2 separate regions of the Anas platyrhynchos genome follow, and region 1 is linked to region 2. A link is a contact called in public Hi-C data. All regions are on one chromosome and are shown on one strand. Each heading gives the region's core, a stretch centred on a gene start, on an enhancer-like site or on the middle of the called end of the contact. The rest is flanking DNA. Distances are from core to core; before and after follow the strand shown.

Evidence for each region. Hi-C and Micro-C count contacts between places; a contact is called where the count stands out from the background.
Region 1: a Hi-C map of subcutaneous adipose tissue shows a contact between it and region 2, with 2.6 times the contacts expected there. The contact joins two enhancer-like sites. A contact is called at or near these places in 2 of 8 Hi-C or Micro-C datasets (F1 follicle and subcutaneous adipose tissue).

The regions. Positions count from the first base shown.
Region 1 is chr2:22,376,562-22,379,376 of IASCAAS_PekinDuck_T2T, reverse strand. All of the region lies in intron 19 of VPS13B (vacuolar protein sorting 13 homolog B), which reads left to right. Among named protein-coding and RNA genes, the nearest start is that of VPS13B, 180 kb to the left of the region's middle. Within about 2 kb of position 1,541, at least 1 of the 8 cell types and tissues checked has an H3K27ac peak or open chromatin away from gene starts, as enhancers often do. A contact at or near this core is called in subcutaneous adipose tissue, where this site is marked.
Region 2 is chr2:22,114,982-22,117,776 of IASCAAS_PekinDuck_T2T, reverse strand. It overlaps VPS13B (vacuolar protein sorting 13 homolog B), which reads left to right. Exons shown (of 62, transcript XM_072034435.1): 57 at 1,904-2,080. Among named protein-coding and RNA genes, the nearest start is that of COX6C, 29 kb to the right of the region's middle. Within about 2 kb of position 1,301, at least 3 of the 8 cell types and tissues checked have an H3K27ac peak or open chromatin away from gene starts, as enhancers often do. A contact at or near this core is called in subcutaneous adipose tissue, where this site is marked.

The DNA of each region.
Region 1 (2,815 bases), core at 292-2,791, 260 kb before region 2:
GGTTTTGCAGCTAAATTGGGAAAGTGTGCGTGAGAGGTACAGTAGGAAGGTTGAAATAAAAATCATTAATGAGTCTGACGGGTCTGTTGATTCAGGGCAGCTTCAGTTTGAGGGAGAAGCTGCAGCTCTCAATGTCCAGAGGTCATCCTACCAAAATTCCAGCTACTCCATGGAGAGAGGGAATAAAAATAAAAAGTAGGCCTGATAGGATCGTTTAAATTCAGATTAGTTCCTTCTAATCAAGGAAGTGTTGCTCTGGTGACAATCCATAACAGCTGCGTTTCAGCACCTTGTTTCTTTGGGGTGTACGAGGGACGAGCCAGTTCCTTCCCATCTCCTGGGAATGCCCCCCTGGGACAGTGCCTGCATCGCAGATACTGCTTTAAACTTGCTAAGTGCAATGCAAAAATAATAACAGATTCTTCATAGGGACAATGAAATACACTGAGAAGTAGGTCTAGACTCTGAGTGCAGTGATTATTCTGTGGTAGCGCTTCAAACAGAGGCTTGACAAGCAATAGTCTTCCCATTTTGTTGTTTTTTTTTAAATTTCTTTTCAGCATTGTATTGAGAGCCTGGTGTAAAAGAAAAGGGTCTGCGAACAAATTAATTAAGGTGGCTGCTGTTGGGTATTATTTTTCTTTAACATTACTGCCCCCATATGGATATATTCAGATAATACATTGGCTGTAGGGAAGGCATTTTGTGTATAAAGCAGCTTTAAAAATCATTTTTCTGTCAACCCGGAGCTCCCGAGATTTCAACTTGCTTGTATTTGCTTGGGACTCAAACAAAATACGCGGTGAACTAGGTGCTGATGTTTTCAAAGAGATAACTTGAACAGAAATGTACTTTAAAAGTAATTTTAACTCTGGTAGTTTAGTGCTATTTGCCAATGCACCTGTAGCCCCAGATTTTTTATTTTTCATTTTTTTATAAAATAGCTTTGCTAACAAATAGAGATTCAAGCCCTTAAACTTTGCAAATGAATTTTACATTATTTGTAGACATGAACTTTTAAAGTCAACTTGAAGATTTTAAAAATAAAACTTGACAGGTCATCTGTAACAGCTTTTGAACAAAGTCGTGCAGCTGGTCCTTGATCTGAATTAAAGGAGATTTTCTGTTAAAGCTGAGCATGGTAATGAGCTGGCACAACTGCATCTTCTCCGTTTAGATTATGGAACTATCACTGAAGCTAATTTTACTGCCAGAATTAACTGCTTTCTGTGAATAAGTTTAAAAAAAAAAAAGTATTTTTTCAGTACATTTGTGTGGTTCACTATATTGTACTAAATTTGAAGGCCAGAGCTGGTTGGATTGAAAGATTATTTTTAACAGGCCCCGTGGAGGAAAATCCAAAAATGAGGAATTAATAAAGATTTACTATTGCCACAGCAGCATTTTTTAAATGGCCATTTCCAGGCAACTAGGGGAACAGTTAAAACTTTTTTAAAATCAGTTAAAGTGTTACAGGCCAAGTTGAATGTTCTTGCAGGCCAAGTTGAGTGTTCTTTATTTATTCCAAGTAGCTCATTCAGTAAATTCTTTGAATGTCCCAAAGGGCTCTGTGTGGAAAGGATGTTTACAAGTACAAAGTCAGTGTTATACTTACACTATATGCTTGCTTAACTCCAGTTTGTTTTAAACACGCTGATATATGTTACAATTTGCAACATTAACTTTGTTCTGCATAGAATCTCTCTGATTTATAGCTATTAAGTGTAGCCAATAATTTGGGCAGGATGAAAACTTTCAGACACTTTTTTTTTTTGGTGAAAATACCCTTTTTTTGGTTTCCTCCACATTTCGATACAGCAGTTTTTGCTGCAGGCAGCAATATTTTTTTCCCTGTTTAATATCTAAGAAATCAATCTAGGATATCCATGGAATCCTTTATTTTATGCCTATTCTTTTGATAAAAGTCATTTTTCAGATGAAAAGGCATTATCTTGCCTCTAAAGCGTGAATTTCTTTTGGACAGTAGTGCTTTAATGTCTGTAGGGGAAGGAATGGTGACATTTTCAACAGTACCTTTCATATCTACAGCAAACCTGTCTAAATACCAGTAAGATACATTTTTAGTAACTTATAAGTTCACTTTTCTCATTTAGACAATGATTGAGGCTTTCATATGCAATAACAGAATTAAATCAATACAAAAACCATTGAGACAAAATGAAAAAAGAAGTTACAAATGTCTTATGGGGACAGAAAGCTTTGCGTTGTAATTATCTGCTAGCAACAGAAGTGTTTGCCCTGTTGTGACTTTGAGCAACGTGCCTTCCAAGCAGGCTGTGCTGCCGAGTGGCGTGGATCAGCAAAGCGTGTGCGTAACAGTATGTGCTGCTTTCTCCTGTGATGAACAGAAAAGGAGTGGAATCATTTTTGAGCTATGGAAAAGGAAACAGTAGCTCCGCCACACATTATTCATTTTCCTAATTACCTATTGATAGCTGAGATATAATATGTATGAGAAGGAGTATTTCGGGAAAGAAGTTGTGTTAAAAAGTGTTTTCTTCTAAACCTGATGTATAACCAGATAAGAATTAAAGTAATGCTAAGTGGTAAGGAGTCTGCTGCTCTTCTGTGCCATTTTAGGGCAGAAACAAAAGCCAATTGCGCAGGAGATAGCAGTAAAATAACTTCAGAGAAAAATTAGCTGACACAGAATGGAGTGAAAGAACAGCTGGTGAAGAGGAGATGAGTGACACACTGCTTGTCTAGTGCCTTACTCTCCTTAGGAGGAAAAACAGACTCACATGGTCTAAGTTAACTGATTCTTCTGCAACAACATTGTAGGGAATCTCAGTGA
Region 2 (2,795 bases), core at 52-2,551:
CTCACGTCCTGGCCTGGCGGTGCCTGCTCGGGTTGTTGTAGGGCAGGGGGGCATTGCCCAGCTGTATCCCACAGCCCGGGGCCGTCACCTCACACCATCCCGTCACCACTTCTGGTCAGGGGATCAGTTATCAGGCACCGCCATCCAGCCTGCCTCAGCCAGAGGGACAGCCAGGTGACAGTGACACCTCAGGGAACGAAGCAACTGCTTCAGGCATGCCGAGGAGATGTAAAAATAAAATAAAACGCGGCCGTTTGTAAGGGATTATTGCAATATTATCGATCAGAAAAAAAAAAGCAGAAAGAGCATCTTTTCCATCTGCACATGGCTCCCCACCCCTCCAGCTTTTCATCACTTCACACAGTGGCAAGTATAATTTGTTACAAATATGACACTGAGGGAGTAGCAGGCCCAGCCTGGAGCGCTGGCTTCCTCTGGGTCCCCAGCAGGAGCGGGCTGCCAGTGGGACACTCCTCTCCCGGGCCGCCACGGCGGGCCTGAAGCGCTCGTGGCCGCTCTGCTCGTCGAGCTGCCAGCAGTGCTTGTTTTTTTTTTGTTTTCCTCCTCCATCCCACCCTCTCCCTTATGTCCAGTGCGATTCCCTCTTTTTATACGGCATGTACCGGAGCTCTCAACCTGCCAGGGCTGAAATGTGGGACAGATTCAACAAGAATAATAGATTTTCCGGGAGCTTAGAATGATAGTATGAGATTAATTCATTTCATATGAGTAACATTTTCTCTTCTGTTCAGTTTCATGATTCAGCCTTCCACAGGAGTGACTGGGAGGGGTTACTAGAAAACAAGAACAGCATCTGGATAGCAGGAGTTTGCGGTGACGAGATGGGAATGAGGAGGGCAACACAGATCAAGGGCCCTCGGCGGGAGAGCAGGAGGCAAATCAGTCCATCTTTCAGTCTTCTGTCCCTGTCGTGCCTTGTGGTGATCTGACAGTGCTAGCTGAAATTCACGATACCGAGGCTCAAAGACCAGGCAGTTCCCGTTTAATGTTTATTGCCATTTCTGAATCACTCTCTCTGGACCGCCGAAAAGAAAAAAAAAAGAAGTCATGCAGCACTATTTCCCTAATAAATCTGCTGCCAACCACCCTGAGAAAGACAAGACCTGCAAACAGCTTTCCAGCAAGGCTCGCAGAAATTGCTGTGCGCTTGGCCATCCTGCAAGCTGCTGGCAACCCTGCATTTATATAGGAAACTAGATCCGCAGATACCTCTCATGGGATATGCATAGGGAATACTCCCCTATGAGTAACCTAATCAGCATGTAGATGTCATTGGTGTTTACACAACTGTACTGAGAAAAAGACATTTGTCTGGCTTTCACTACACTCTGAAAGAAAATGATCAGCTTAGAAGGGTTGGGGTGGATTTAAAATAACTTCTTAAGCACTTGTCAAAAATCTGCATCCCCTTTCCTAACACTCCATCAAGCAATTGACCTCCACACTCCTGTAAAGCAGTACATTGTATCAGTATAAACTTGCTGTCACAATTCTATCACATAAGGATGTGAAATCACAACGTTGCCTTATAGCATATAAAACCGAGCGAGCGATCTGAACTTTCAGTGCTGTTCCTCCGTAGCTGTGAGAATCCCGCATCCACCTCCCTAACACACTTTTAGCAGAAATACGGGAAGCTCCTGGAAGGAAGTCATTCTAAAGCTATTTGTGAGTTTGCCAAAAGGATTTCTTTGATTTACGAAGTATGAAAGATTGCCATTTCTGAATTCATAGTGGATGAGTTATTTCCCGTGTTTTGCTCAAAGGAAGTTCATAATGCGATGAATTCTAGTGTGAAAAAGAGAATTAAGGAATAACCTTTTCACAACTGCTGCTTCTGCAGTTTTTGCAGCCGTAACATTTGTCTCGTTTCTCCATACAGGCTGGGTTGTTGGATCCTTGGAAATCCTCGGAAGCCCAGCTAGCCTGGTGAGAAGCATAGGAAACGGCATAGCTGATTTCTTTAGGCTCCCCTATGAAGGGCTGACCAGAGGCCCAGGAGCATTTGTCAGTGGAGTTTCCAGAGGAACAACATCATTTGTAAAACACATTTCCAAAGGTAGATCTTTCACTTTGTCGCTCCTACTGCTGCTTTGTTGTCGTGCATTGTTAAAGGATGTGTTAAAAGTTTTAAGCAATATTGCTTGCAGCTTTGTTTGGCTTGCTAGGCTGCAGCGAAATGCTGGGAGGGTAACAAAGCTCATATATAACATCTTATGTATTAAACAGATCACTGCTTAACTACAGTGTGTAAGAATGTTTCAGAAACTTCAGAATTTTAAACCTCCCACTGGGAAATCCAGCTTGGCTCAGCCAGTATTTCATGTGATAACTTCAGAAATATTAAAGGTGTTCTGTACTTCTGCTAACCATCAGAAATCCTACACTGTGTTGCCTCATCATATTTATTATTTCTTTTGAAAAAAAAAAAAGTAGATACAGTTGTCATAACTGTGTAAGTATGCGGATAGGTTTTGACAGAAGGGCAGATCTGGATTTAAAACACAAGCAGCTTTTGTTTTGCGAAGTCTGTATAAACAGTGCCATCGCGTGGCTTCAGCCGGCCGGCAGAGGCGGCAGCTCGGCAGCTGCAGCTGCTTGCTGGTGATTCAGACTCAGGAGACATCCTTGCGGGCTCATTCTGTAAATATTTGTTTACCTTTCCATTGCCCGCTCTCCGTTTAGGTTAGATTTACAGAAGTTTGGGACCTCGGGAAGGATGTTCGGATGAGTTGCTTTTCCCACTGGCTGGGCAAACCTGGTGAAGGCTAATG